Linked DNA regions of Mus musculus: region 1 is linked to region 2. Evidence: chromatin contacts called from public promoter capture Hi-C data. All regions are on one chromosome and are shown on one strand. Each heading gives the region's core, a stretch centred on a gene start, on an enhancer-like site or on the middle of the called end of the contact. The rest is flanking DNA. Distances are from core to core; before and after follow the strand shown. Region 1 holds the start of 5830454E08Rik (RIKEN cDNA 5830454E08 gene). Region 2 holds the start of Oxsr1 (oxidative-stress responsive 1).

Evidence for each region. Promoter capture Hi-C pulls out the DNA fragments that hold promoters and counts their contacts.
Region 1: a promoter capture Hi-C map of pre-B cells shows a contact between it and region 2, with 2.1 times the contacts expected there. The contact joins the promoter of 5830454E08Rik here to the promoter of Oxsr1 in region 2. A contact is called at or near these places in 1 of 39 promoter capture datasets (pre-B cells), 1 of 484 Hi-C or Micro-C datasets (CD4 T cells) and 1 of 9 other capture datasets (adipose tissue).

The regions. Positions count from the first base shown.
Region 1 is chr9:120,574,506-120,581,771 of GRCm38.p6, reverse strand. 5830454E08Rik (RIKEN cDNA 5830454E08 gene) reads right to left here and starts at 4,441. Exons shown (of 1, transcript NR_073359.1): 1 at 3,699-4,441. It overlaps Rpl14 (ribosomal protein L14), which reads right to left. Exons shown (of 6, transcript NM_025974.2): 6 at 7,119-7,266.
Region 2 is chr9:119,319,378-119,326,121 of GRCm38.p6, reverse strand. It overlaps Oxsr1 (oxidative-stress responsive 1), which reads left to right and starts at 3,695. Exons shown (of 18, transcript NM_133985.2): 1 at 3,695-4,117. The coding sequence starts at 4,048.

The DNA of each region.
Region 1 (7,266 bases), core at 3,192-5,691, 1.3 Mb before region 2:
CAAACAAACAAACAAACCAACAACAACAACAACAACAACAACAACAACAAAAGAGGCTTCCTGACTGAAAGGGAGTTCTTCCGCCCTTGGTCCAAGACTCAGTATCTAAGCAATGCAAGCACAAGATGAGAGGCCTTAGCTAGTGCCTAGGAGGAAAGCGGAGCCTGATAAATAATTTTCCTTGCAGAGTGATTTTGAGACATACCTTTGAAATGACTACAAGATCTGAAAGAAGATAATGAGAGGGGCTGGGGAGATAGTTCAGTGGGTAAAGGCACCTGTGGTTCCTCCAGAGGACCCAAGTTCAGTTCCTGGCAGCGTCAGTAGCTCACAACTGCCTGTGACTACATTCCTGGAGGCATCTGGCTCCTTCTGGCCTCTGGCATTGCCCAGACATGTGGTAGTGGTGGTGGTGGTTGTTGTTTTGAGAAAGGGTTTCTCTGTATAGCCTTGAATATCCTGGGCCTCACTTTGTAGATCGGGGGGGGGGGGGGTAGGAGGAGGGTGACTGTGCAGGTGGAAGGGTAGGAGGACAGTGAGTGTGCAGGGGGGGGGGGTAGGATGACACCCGCTGCCTGTCCTCTACAGTCTCATCTGTGACAAACACAACGTAGATCTAGATAGTATGGCAGGTGGAAGTTTTAAAACAAAGTCACTTTTTCCACCACTTATGGCCTAAACATTAAATTCATGCCTGTGACCAATGTCAGCTGGGTCACCAAGGAGCACCATCCTTGACCCTGCTGGAGCCCAGGCCTGCTCCATGCTTCAGAAGACATAAGGAGTTGTAAGAGGCTGTGAGGACAAAGCTGACTCGGGGAGTACCTAGGAGGCGGCCGCCTTTGGGAACTGCACGTGAAGCAGCTCCTCCACACCCAGGTGAGACTCCTTCCCTAGAGCAACTCGAACACCTTTCTACAGAGCTTCGGGGCTCACCAGGACTGCAGCCTCTTGGACACTCTGCGGCCCAGGGCACTTCTCTCTGCAGCTGGGAGACCAGAACAGGTTTGTGAGACAGACATTCAACTAGAGAAGAAAAGGAGGGAAGACAAGTTGAGGACATTTGCCAGTGGGTTCCAGAGACCTCTATCAGCCCACCTTCCTTCAGGCCTGACGGAGAGAGATGGGGACTTCAGAAGATAGAGCAGCATTGGGGGTCTAACCTGGACTCCATGATACAGCCAGGGAGATAGGACCTGGGCCTGGGCCTCTCAAGAGGAATCTCCCTTGGGAAGGATGCTCGTTCAGGTGCTCCCCTTGGGGAGCACTTCCACAATGGTGGACACCAACTCTCTACCCAAGGAAGGAGAGACAGAGATCTCCTTGACATGCCAAAACAGAGCCACACCCTTCCGTGGAGTAAGTGACACGCAGGTAGATACCACAATTACCAGGAATGCCCAGCAACTTAATCATCCTCCCAAGTTGGGGAGCTGAGTCCTTCCTACAGGCATCCAACCCCAAGATCTCGAGAGTTCCCAGAATCCCTGAGGAGGCACCTGTGGCCATAGTTCTCCATCATCATATCTGTACAGACCCTGTTGTGTGCAGGCTGCAGGCTGTTCCACTGACTCTGTGTGAAGTACACAGCCACATCCTCAAAGGTCACCATCCACTGAATCAGCAAACTCCCGATCAAGCTTGAGCGAGACAGGAGGAGCTCTGAGCTTCTGAGGAGTCCACAATCCCCAGCCCTCATGAATCGCAGCCAGCACCACAGCCAGAAACCAATGCACCAATGTTCCCGTTTTCAAATGTGCAGCCCCAGCTCTGTGCCACCCACACGGTCTGGGGTCTCTCACTGCCGTTCCAATCTACAGCCTAATACCCAGGCAATACTCTCTTCCTGGTAACCATAGCAACCAGAAAGGAATATATTCCTGGATTTACAGATTGCCCTTCAAGGAATGATCATCCTCGTGTACTCCTGTGCCACTTGGCTTTTCTAAGTAAAATGCATTTTCTATTAATTCTTTGAGAATTTCATACATGCATACCAAGTATTTTGATAATATTCACTTCCCGATCCTTCCCTAACTCCTCCCACACCCACCCTTCAACCCCCACCCGACCCCCATGTCTTGTCATGTGTGTGCATCTCCACGCCCAATCTGTACTGGTCATATGTTCATGGTGTGGTTGACTACCAGGGGCCACAGCCTTCAAGAAACTGATACTCCCTCCCTGAGAGAGCACCAACTGTCCGTGGCTCCTCAGCTAGGGGTCTGGAGCTCCTGAGCCCCTCCCTCCTCCATGCTAGAATGCAGACCAGCTTGAGACCTCATGTAGGTTATATGCAGGCCACCACAGCTACTGTGGGATCATGACTGCAAAGGCTCTGTTGTGTCCAAAACTCTCTTCAGGGTGAGAGACTCCTCCCTGATCTCTGGTTCTTACAATCTTTCCACACTCCTCCATGATGGTCCCAATCTTGAGTGTGACTGAGATGACCATTTGTGGCTGAGCACACTTATTCCCTGCAGTTTGGCCTGTTGTGAACTTCAGCATTAACCACTGTCCCCTGCAGAAAGGACCTCTGATGCAGTCTGAGCGTTGCACTAATCTGTCTATAGAGATAAATAATTTAGAGGGCAGTTTGACCCCCTGGTTGGGGTCACCCCCTGGGCCCTATAAACACCCACCTGTGGGTCATGTGGTACTAGGCATGTGTTTCCTTCTGTGGGAAGAACCTCAAAGCCAATCAGAAAGCAGTTGGTTTCCCCACGCAACATCAGCCCACTGTTGCACCATGGACAATATTTTGCCAAGCTGGTCATTACTATAGCTTGGTGTTCACAGCTGAAGATTGTTGGTAAATCCACCCTGACCTCCCCACCCCCCAGAAACCTGCACATGACCCTCTGTTACCATGACAACAGGCGGGCAGGAAGTCAGCACCAACTTGATTTGTTTACGTGCCATGACCACGGTTCCACCAACACCGGGATGTGTTGGCTGTCATTCACCCTGACTCCACCCATCTGCAGTGTAGGGAATCAACCCCATTTGTTCCTCCCTAGCTTCTTTTCAGGTTCCCAGCACCAAACACCGTGTAGAGCACCTGAGCTCTGAAAAGTCAGTGCTTTACAAACCATATGTCCCTGTCTCTCGAGAAAGCCAGCTCTCTTCAAAGAGTTTGCGTGTTCTGGCTTCCTAGAAAGAACATCTTTATAACTATGGGTCTGACCCCAATGGAGTCACAGAACTAAATGTGAGTCACAAAAGCAACAGCAAACATCTTCTGAGTTTAGTGACCAAAAAACTGATTTAAATCAAGTGCGTAACAAGTCCAAGGTTTTTCCACCCGTGTGGTAACGAGGCCACCTCAGGTGTAAACATGGTGTGTGTGTTCGCATGACAAGAGTTCAAAAAAGAAGACTCAACTCTCAAAAGTGTCTGTGGAAGGCACTCACAAGCCTCAGGTCACAGCAAACCTCGTTCTCAGCCCCTCCCCTCCTCCAGAAGGTTCAGTGAGTAAAGTTACTTGCTGCATAGCCTGACTACCTGGGTTCCATCTCTTGAACCCACACGGTGGAAGAGTTGATGCTTGAAGGTAGTCATGTGACCTCCACACACCCTCTGTGGCACACACGTCTGTATACACACACAAATAAGTGTATGGGAAGTGAAAGAAAATTCGCACACTGAATACTGGTCTCTTGACAATACGACCACAATGAATGAAGCAAACTCTTCAACACGTTTTAGTTTGTTTTAATGGATGAATGTGGTCAATGTCCGCCACACAAACTCAGGTACTCCCAGAGATCCCTGGAAGAACCTGGAGTGATAGGAGGTTGTGAAATACTCCGCAGGGACTCTGGGAACCAAACTTTGTTCCTCTGGAAGAGCAGAAGGTACTCCAACACAAGGTGTAACCCAGGCTGGCCTCAACTCCTGATATTCCTGCTTCTGCCTCTTCAGCATATCCTACTAGCAACGGACACCAGAACCAGCTCAATAATGAACTTCCTAACTTCAGCAGGTGACTCTCGTTTGCAGACACTCACGGGATGTTCTGGCATGGTTCTCCTTTCTTCCACTAGCATCTGCAACGTAAGCCTCACCACTCCCAATATAGCCTCCTGTGGTGCGTGGGTTCCGTATCTCCCACTGTGACACCCCAACCTCCTCGGACATCCCCATCCAAAGTCTTCCTGCCTCCCACGCAGGTCTCCACTCTGCAGACTGCGCGCTTACAAGGCACGAGTGTCTGACGGCGAGGGGACAGAAATGATGCTCCGCGCCCCGGGGACGCCTCCTGGGGCCCAATGCGTCCCTGGGCACGGAGGGGGGGGCAACATCGGATTGTCCACTCGTGGCAGGCTGGGAACGCTGAAGGAAGGTTGCACTTCTGACCCAGCACCGGGCGCAGTAAGTCAACGTCCGACTCGCCCGAACTATCTACAGGGCCAAGCCCCGACCCGGAAGCGCGAGCGCACTCCGGCCGCTCTAGGAGTTCCGGAGGCCTCATCTCGGTGATAACACCGCCCCACCACTTGTCGGTCCAGCGGAGTAGGAGGGGTTTGATGTGGCTCAGGGCGCCTGCGCACTTGCGCAGACTCCCGCGCATCTGCTCTGAAGATCTGAGAGGTGCGCTTTGAGACGTTTGGGTGCGTGCGCATCTGGGCAGCAGGTGGTAAGCGTTGCCCGCTCCGGGCAGAAATTATACAAATTCGCTTGAGCGATCTCTCTGGTACCAATTTTAAATAGCAACATTGATTGGGGAAAAAAAAAAAATCACACCCCCACAAATAAAGATTGGACATCAGTGTGCAGTTTCTCATGCTGATACGGCCGGAAAATTAGCTTAGCCGGTCACTTCTCAGCACCAGGTGGCTCAACTGAGCACCAGAAATCTAACGGCCTCTTCTGGACTGCCTGACCCTGCACTCACAGCATATACCCACAAAGACACAAATCATCCTGAAAAGTATTTTCATAGACTCAGCAGTTAATAACACCTGTTGCTCTTGCAAAGGGCCAAGACTCAATTCTAACAGCCATATGGTGGCTCACAATCCTATTCTAAGGGACCCAACATTCTCAGACACCACAATGAGGCACAGACCTAATATGCTGGCAAAACTCATTTGCATAAAACCCCAAACTTTAAAATGGTAAAGCAGTAAAAATGATAAGGTAGGAAAAGCTTATTTCTTACTGGACACGATGGTACTTATCTGTAATGCTAGCACTACAAAGGCCTAGACAGGAACCAGAAGCCCTACCTCAGACAATGTTCAAGGTGTGTGGTGGTTGATGGCCTATGCTGGAGGCTAAAGCATGAAGTCCCCTGGAGGCGGACAATGGTGGTGCACGCCTTTAATCACAGCACTTGGGAGGCAGAGGCAGGCAGATTTCTGAGTTGAGGCCAGCCTGTTCTACAAAGTGAGTTCCAGGACAGCAAGGGCTATACAGAGAAACCCTGTCTCGAAAACAAAAGACAGACAGACAGACAGACAGACAGGCAGAAAGAAAGAAAGGAAGAAAGAAAGAAGAAAGTCAGTCAGGCCCCTGGAGCTCAGAAGCCAGAAAAGCAAAGTGAGACCTTGTTTCCTGAAAGTTATCAAGTCCACAGCAGTCCCAACGCTAAGAAATCCTTCATAAATACCCCTGAAAACCAATCACCAAATACCTCACTGAAGTAACCATGCTTTTGAAACTGCTGGCTCCCAGGCACTGTTGTCCTTGATTTCAGTCCCCTCCTCCCCTGTCCCCTTACCTCAGGCTATACCAGTAAAGCCAGTTCCAGGTGCTAAGTTCTTAACCACCAGCATTTCAGTGCAAAAGGACTTGGCCCTCCTGCCAGCAGCCAACCTGAGTATACCTAGATATGGGCTCTGTTGCAGAAATCCACTTCCTGCAGTCCTTTAATTCCCAGCCCTGGGAAGAAAACTGCTGCTTCCTGACAAATCACTTGCTAGTTCAAAACAATACCCATTCTACCCCACTCCCGTGTGCAGACCAGGAATCCTGGGTGGCAAGGCTGGAAATGTCAAGATTACAGTTGAGTGTTGTCTACTTTCCCACAAGCCTCAACAGGCCACCTTTCGGACTATCTACAATTCTACCATGTAGAATTCTTGCCGGCAATGCTCTGGGGGGTGTGGGGAGGGTGCTGTTTAATGAAGCCAGACTCTCTTTTTCCTACTAAATTCTGTGGGGTGAATTATCCCAGTCTGTATGCTTTAATCCCTTTCTCAGAATCCCTAAATATGAGCCCATGAACAGGTGGCTTATGAAATATGGGATCACCACCTTCCTGATAGCAGAGTAAGTGCCTAGACACGTGTTTTCAACTTCCTTCCCACTAAGCCAATCAGGACTGGCTAAACTGAAGTACCAGTTTGGGGTTTTTTGATTTTGGTTTTTCGAGGCAGGGTTTCTGTGTACCTCTGGCTGTCCTGGAACTCACTTTGTAGACCAGGCTGGCCGTGAACTCAGAAATCCACCTGCCTCTGCTTCGAGTGCTGGGATTAAAGGCGTGCCGCCACCACACCTGGCCCAGTTTTTGTTTTAATCACATGACCTACCTCAGTTCCAGTTGTCACTTCCCATTCTCTTCAGGAGCCCTGTACCTTCCTGTCCCTGGCTGCCTCAAAGGTTCACACCCATCTCTGCCTCACGTCCCTTTCTCAAAGGCTAAGAGGACTACTCCACATTGCACTATTTCCTAGAAATAGCCTGAATCCTGCCCTCAATCTTCCACCTGCTATTTCACAGGGTAGACGCAGAGCCCACAAATGCTGTTGACAATGACAGGACTCCCCCCATGCAGGGTCATTCCCACCTGGTATTCCAGTGTCCACCTGTCCAGGTGTAAACTGTGGACAACAAGACTCAAAAGCACCCAGTGTGCTGGGAATAACCCTGCAAGTAATCCACCCCCACTTCTCACAAATAACACTTCCTGCTTTTCAGGAGTCCACCCTTTGTGAGGACCAAGATTCTCTCCAATCATCCACTTTCCTAGAAATATTCAAAGCCTGTTTTATAATCCAAAATTATCAAAATCATGCTGTGGAAAGAGAAGAAATGCCAAATGTATCACACATGCGAGGCAGGCAAGCCCAGCCCCACGTATCTTTCAACAATTATACTCGACTATGGTTCATCAAAATGAAGGAATTCCACCCGTTGGTGGGAAATTTATTTGTTAGGGTTAACGACACTGTTGTACTGTCATGGTACCCCCTGTATAAAGGATCAGTTTGACTCTGGCTGTATGCTAAGTACTAAGGCCTGGGTAGAATGAGTTTAAGT
Region 2 (6,744 bases), core at 2,446-4,945:
ACACTCTCAGCCCTTCCTTGTTTCTAGTCTCTTAATACAACAATTTTGAGATGTGTCTGCCTTTCTTTCTTTCTTTCTTTCTTTCTTTCTTTCTTTCTTTCTTTCTTTCTTTCTTTCTTTTGTTTTTTAAAAGATTTATTTATTTTAATGTTTGTTTATTTATTTATTTATTATATGTAAGAACACTGTAGCTGTCTTCAGACACTCCAGAAGAGGGCATCAGATTATTTATTTATTTATTTATTTATTTATTTATTATATGTAAGTACACTGTAGCTGTCTTCAGACACTCCAGAAGAGGGCATCAGATTATTTATTTATTTATTTATTTATGTATTTATTTATTATACGTAAGTACACTGTAGCTGTCTTCAGACACTCCAGAAGAGGGCATCAGATTTCGTTATGGATGGTTGTGAGCCACCATGTGGTTGCTGGGATTTGAACTCAGGGCCTTTGGAAGAGCAGTCAGCGCTCTTACCCGCTGAGCCATCTCACCAGCCCGCCTGCTTGCTTGCTTTCTTTCTTTCTTTCTTTCTTTCTTTCTTTCTTTCTTTCTTTCTTTCTTTCCTTCCTTCCTTCCTTCCTTCCTTCCTTCCTTCCTTCCTTCCTTCGTCCTTTAGACAGGGTTTCTCTGTGTAGCCCTGGTTGTCCTGGAACTCACTCTGTAGACCATGCTGGCCTGGAAAAAGAGATCTACCTGCCTCCATCTCCTGAGTGCTGGGATTAGAGACGTATGCCATCACCATCTGGCTGTGTTGTGTTGTTTTTTAGGTTACACAAAGAAGAATGAAGCCCATCACCCACACACTAAGCCCTGATTAATAATATCCATCAACAATTATCCTTCTCTTCTCTCAACTCTTCCATTCTTTAGAGAGCCTCTTTGGGTTGCCCTTAAATAAACTTTGCACTCAAATTCTGGTCCTAGAGCTTGATTTGGGAGGAAGGGAACTGAACCAACACAAGAATGCCTTGAGAATGTGGGGAAAAACAGATTCTCTTCCTGTGAAAAATATGCCATACTCTCAAGAAACCAGGGTGGGATATGGGGAATATTTGAATATAAGGATCAGGGTTCCAGAACCATTCCACATTTCCTTTCCTCTCTTCCTCTAAATGATTATCAAGGGAGTCACAGGCATAAGTGGGAGAAAACCATAATTTTACTAATAGTTTCAAAAGCAGATTTCTGAGTTTGAGTCCATCCTGGTCTACAAAGTGAGTTCCAGGGTAGCCAGGGCTAACAGAGAAACCTTGTCTCGAAAAACCAACAAAACAAAACAAAACAAACAAAAAACTCAACAAAACAAAACAACAACAACAAAAAAACCAAAAAATCCTCCTCCTATTTAAAGCACACTTTACATAGCTGGCTCCCTTTGCTCCGGGTTCGCTGAGGTGATGTCACGGCGTCACGGTCACACCCTTGAGACATGCAAGCTGCGCCTTTCCTGTATGGTGCTTTATGATTTATAAGTACTTATTTTTTTTAAGTTTTATTTATTTTATGTATGTGAGTACATTGTAGTTCTCTTCGGACATACCAGAGAAGGGCATTGGATCCCATTGCAGACAGTTGTGAGCCACCATGTGGTTGCTGGGAATTGAACTCAGAACCTCTGGAAGTGCCAGTGCTCTTAACTGCTGAGCCATCTCTCCAGCCCAATTACTTAACTATTAACTTAAATGCTCCCTACTGCTTACTACAAAAACTCCATACTCCAGCAAAAAAAAAAAAAAAAAAAAAAAAGGGGGGTGGGGGGACTAAGTCCCTGATCACTGTTGTGAGAGTGCTCACATGCAAGATATTTTAAAGGCTGAATCTTGCTTGAGCTTATGGCCTCAAATACCCAATTCCTGGCTTCCTTCCTCATTAAAATCATGGTATTTTAACCTCGACTAGGCCACAGAAAGTCAGGGACAGGGGAAACAAAATGACCAGATTTATAGAGAAGGTTCCTGCTCTACCAATCCACTGAGGTACATGAATGAGGAGGTAAGCAAGAACACATTAATGAATGCACTATAATGTTATCTAATAATAATTAAGACCCAGTATCTTGAAATTTCACCATGAAACTGGTAGTTCCTTTTCTTGGGGGAAGGGGAAAGAAGGCAGTCCCAAATTCTAAGTTATATAATTTATTTTCATGGTAATGAAAGAAAATTGTAAAGTGTATCCGTGGTCCACAGAGCCCAACAATTCCAGATTATTTTTGGCTTATTGGTTTTCTATTGGTACACACCATGAAGAGTTCCAATCTGTCCCCACTTCCTCTCGATGTTACTTTTATTCTTCTTCCAGCAAGAAAAAGTTATCACACGCACTAAATGTGTCACAAGTAGTGGCTGCAACAAATTTCTTCCTTCCTTCCTTCCTTATTTTTTTTTTTAAAGATTTTATTTATTTTATATATATGAGTACACTGTAGCTGTATTTAGACATACCAAATGAGGGCATTGGATCCCATTTCAGATGGTTGTGAGCCACCATGTGGTTGCTGGGAATTGACCTCAGGACCTCTGGAAGAGCAGTCAGTGCTCTCAACCACTGAGCCATTTCTCCAGCCCTGAAACACATTTCTACAGCAAGACCTTGCACCTTTGCCGGGTCTGGAATATTCTGTCCTCCCATTTTCTGTTTGCTGAGATCCCCTTAGCACTGTAAGGTCTGGCCCAAATGGGACCTCTTCTTGAGATGTTCCATAAGTCCTATCAACCAGACGCGCTCATGGCCTTCCCACCGAAGAGCTCAGCAGTGCTGCTCAGCTGAACACTTTGTCCGCAGCGACCCTGTCCAGGTTGATGTTTTAATGTTTTGTTTCACCAAAGCGCGATCTTCTAAGGCCAAGAAAACGGAACTTATTTTTGTGAAGATGACAAAAGCCAGGGCCGGGGGCCTAGAGCTGACCCCTAAGTCGCGTGACAGAAACCACTGAACAGTCAAGGCGCTGCCTGGGCAGAGACAACTAACCTAGGTCCCAGGCAGGTGCTGTTTCTTTAGACCCGAAGCGGAGAAAAGACAGAAACCGCTTCCTCCCGGATCCTGGAGGCGGCGCTGAGTACTTCCGCCTTAGGAAAAAAAAAAATGTCATCACGGGCCGAGCTTCCGGCTCCACTCGGGAGCCCGCAAGACCTTTTATCCTAGTTGGCCTTCGTCCGCGCACCCCACCCGGCCGCTCCCTCGGGCTTCTCCACACCCCGGGGCGCGGTTTGCACGTCTCGAGGGTGTGACCGTGACGCCGTGACGTCACCTCAGCGAACCCGGTCCTGAAAGGTTTTGGCGCTCGGTAGGAACTGGGAGTCAAGTTCCCGGAGGCGGGACTAACATATGACTGATGTCCACACGCTCCAGTTGCCGTTCTCATGCTTTCTCAAACCAACCAATGAATGCAAAGCAGAGAGGGCAACGCCCCTCCCTCAGCTTCTAGAGGAAGCGCCGCTCCTTCGGTTTAGCACTCAGTGGCCGCCATGCTTGGTGTGGCTCCTCGTTCTGCGGCAGTTTGCTCTGTTTTGGCTTTCAGACGCCCTCAGTGAACTCCTCCACGAGCACTTCTGCTCTCTAACTATCGACTTCCACTCTTTCCGGCTTCCTTCTCGCTTGCCTCTTGTCCGGCCACACTCAAGATGGCGGCCGGGGGGCGGCGAGCCGCGGCCAGGCTTCCCCGGCGTGGTGACGTCAGCGCGCTGCGTGTCGGCAGGTGGAGGGAGAAGGGAAAGTTTGGCCCGTGCTTGGGGTTCGGGTGGAGGGCGGGACGGAGGGGCAGGGCTGGGTAGAAGCTTGTTTCGCGGTGCCGCGGAGGTTAAGGCCGGCTCGTGGGCTGGGCCGGGGACTGCGGGACGCGGAGCCGCGGGAGGCGAGGTCGGTCGCAGCCGCGCGTCTCCGCCTCGGGGCCGCGCTTGACCCGCGCGCCCCGGCGTTGTGCGCCCCAAGGCTGGGCCAAGCGGCGGGTTGGGGGCGGCGGCTGGGCGTGGGGAGGCGCGCGGCGAGGTGACCTGAGAGCCCGGAGCGTGAGGAGCACGGAGCCAGGCGCTGCAGCCGTCATGTCCGAGGACTCGAGCGCCCTGCCCTGGTCCATCAACAGGGACGACTACGAGCTGCAGGAGGTGATAGGTGAGAGCCGAGGGGCGACGCGCCGGGGTTCTGGGCCCGAGCCTTGCTGGGCACTGGTGCGAGCCGTGCGCCTAGGGTGGGGCTCCCTTCGGAGGGAGAAGCGTACCTGAGACAGATGCGTCCTGTGCAGAAGAGCCATGTGGATGGGCGGCAGGCCTGGCTCAGGGGGCACTAGGGTCCGTGGGCAGAGCCGCGTGGCTCTGGGATTGTGGGGTCTGTGCACTTGAGTCCATCCCTGCATCCACGCGACGATGCACTATTTCGCAGGTGTGAGGCTGAGGGCAGCTCCAGGTACCGGTGCTGAGCAGGTTAGACCCGCCTCTAGCTCTTTACAACTGACTTCTCAGATCCCGGAGGCAGACGTCAACTACATAGAAAGAATGGGAAAAGCGGTAACAGGTCTCAGTAGGTGGCCGGAAGGAACCGGGCAAGATGTTATAAGGAGTGGTTTGAACAAGTTACGTGATTTCAAGGAAAAGTTGAGCCCTCAAAGCGAGTCGGAGGAAGATCGCCTTTCCCCCTCCATTGAGGAATAAGAAAATACTTAGACTCTGAGGAGAGAGAGAGTGCTTGATAAGTTGAGGGACCAGAAAGAGGGCACACATTAGTCTCAGGGACCTTTAAAGCTATGGTAAAGATTTGGAGTTTCAAGTTGTCCTTGGAGGGCTTCAACTAGGGACCATGGCTCGCTCCATAAATCTGGCTATTATGTGTGAAGTGGCCCTGAATAAGATCCGAGAATACCAGTTGGTCGACAGCAAGCATGGATTGTTACTCTCAGAGGTGCAGCGTGCTTGAGGAGGTTAAGCGGCTAGGGATGAGGGAGAGTTTGTAGCCCAGCAGTAATGCAGTGGCCATAGAAATCGAAGGGAAATGGGTTTAGCAAAACAAAGGCTTAATCAGCAGACCACTGTTTGTTGGAAGAAGTCTGTCTACACTGATAGCATTCTACCTTAAAATTAGCTTTACAATAGAGACCTGCCAAAAATCCCAGAGCTTCCTTAAAGGTGCCAGTGTTTATTTCTCGGTGTTAAGGAGAGCAAAAACAAAAAGCCACCAAATTTCGTTGTAGGTCTCTGTGTGGCTCTGTGTAGGTTTATGTGCTCGTGTAAAGGCTAGCTTTTCACGTTCTTTTTTTGTTTGTTTCTTAGCTTTTTTTGGGGGGGGGGTGGAGGGGGAGGAGAAGGATAGGGTTTCTCTGTGTAGCCCTGGCTGTCCTGGAACTCACTTTGTAGACCAAGCTGGCCTTGAACTCAGAAATCCGCCTGCCTCTGCCTCCCAAATGCTGGAATCAAAGGCGTGCGGTGCGCCACCACACCCGGCTTTCCCTTGCTTTTTGATGAGTCTCTTTAGTTGATCCGGAACTTACCTTTTGACTAGATTCCTAAGACGCCTGAGTCCTCCTGTCTCTGCCTGGAAGCACTTGGATTTCAGGCTCTTTCTAGGATCCCTGGGCCTCCCACTTCACATGGGGGCTGGGGATCCAAACTCAGGTTGCTAGTGTTCACTCAGCACACATTCTACACTGAGCTATCTCCCCAGCCCCCTCCTCCCCCCCCCCCCCGTTTTTTTTTTTTTTTTTAAAGGCAGGTCTCTGGTTGCTCAACTTGGCATCAGATTTGCTGTGTAGGTAAGATGGTTGCCATTTCTCTACATTTCAGCTTTATGCTTTCTCTGCCAAGCCTGATGACCTGAGTTCCATTCCTGGGACACTAGCGGAAGAAGGAGAAGCTTATATCCCCCCCAACCCCCAAGTGCAATGAAACATAAAAGATGCTTCATCTTTAAGTCACTTCATAGGTCTGTCCTTGCTGCATATTGGGTCTTTGACTGGTTGAACTAGGCATGTCTCTGTTTTTGTAAAGACGCTCTTGATTGGTTGTTTCTTGGGAACTTACTTTCATAATGAAGAGAGAGTTTAAATGGGAGACTCCAGAGTGATGTCAGAAAAATAAAGAAAGGGGATTCTGTTATTCTGGAAGAGTAACATTGTTCTTCCCTTCTGGTGGGGTGTGCATCCCTTCTGGTTGTCTACAGCTAGAGGACTGGTTATAGTTATCATCCCTGATGCTTCTGCTCTTCAGCTACAAACTCTGAGAGCTGCAAGGGCTGTGGAGATGGAGTGACACTAAGTTTGCCCAATGATAACTATAGAACAGGATGTCTTAGTGGGCAGTACAGAGGGAGTCTGGTAGTTCTGAGAGTAGATTCACACCCCACTCATAGAGTGGTCCATGGTTCGTCACAGGTTAAGAATGCCAGTGTGATTGGGTCACCTTTTACAAAACAACCTGCCAGCTGGAGAGATGGCTTAGAAGTTAAGAGCATTTACTACTCTTTTAGAGGACCTGAGTTTGGTTCCTAGCACCAATATCAGGGGCCTCACAGCCGTCTGCAATAGAAACTCGGGGAGATCAGATTGTTTTTGGCCTCAGGCACCTGCACATACATGACATTTGAATATAGATATGCACATATACACAGGAATGAAAAATAAAAATAATTTTTTTACCATGAATTCCAGTCATAACGTGATTTTTTCTTTTAGTATGTTTACCGTGTAACCATCATACCATCCAGCTTTAGATTATTCCTGTCATCCCAGTGGGACGCGCTTGTGTTTCCTG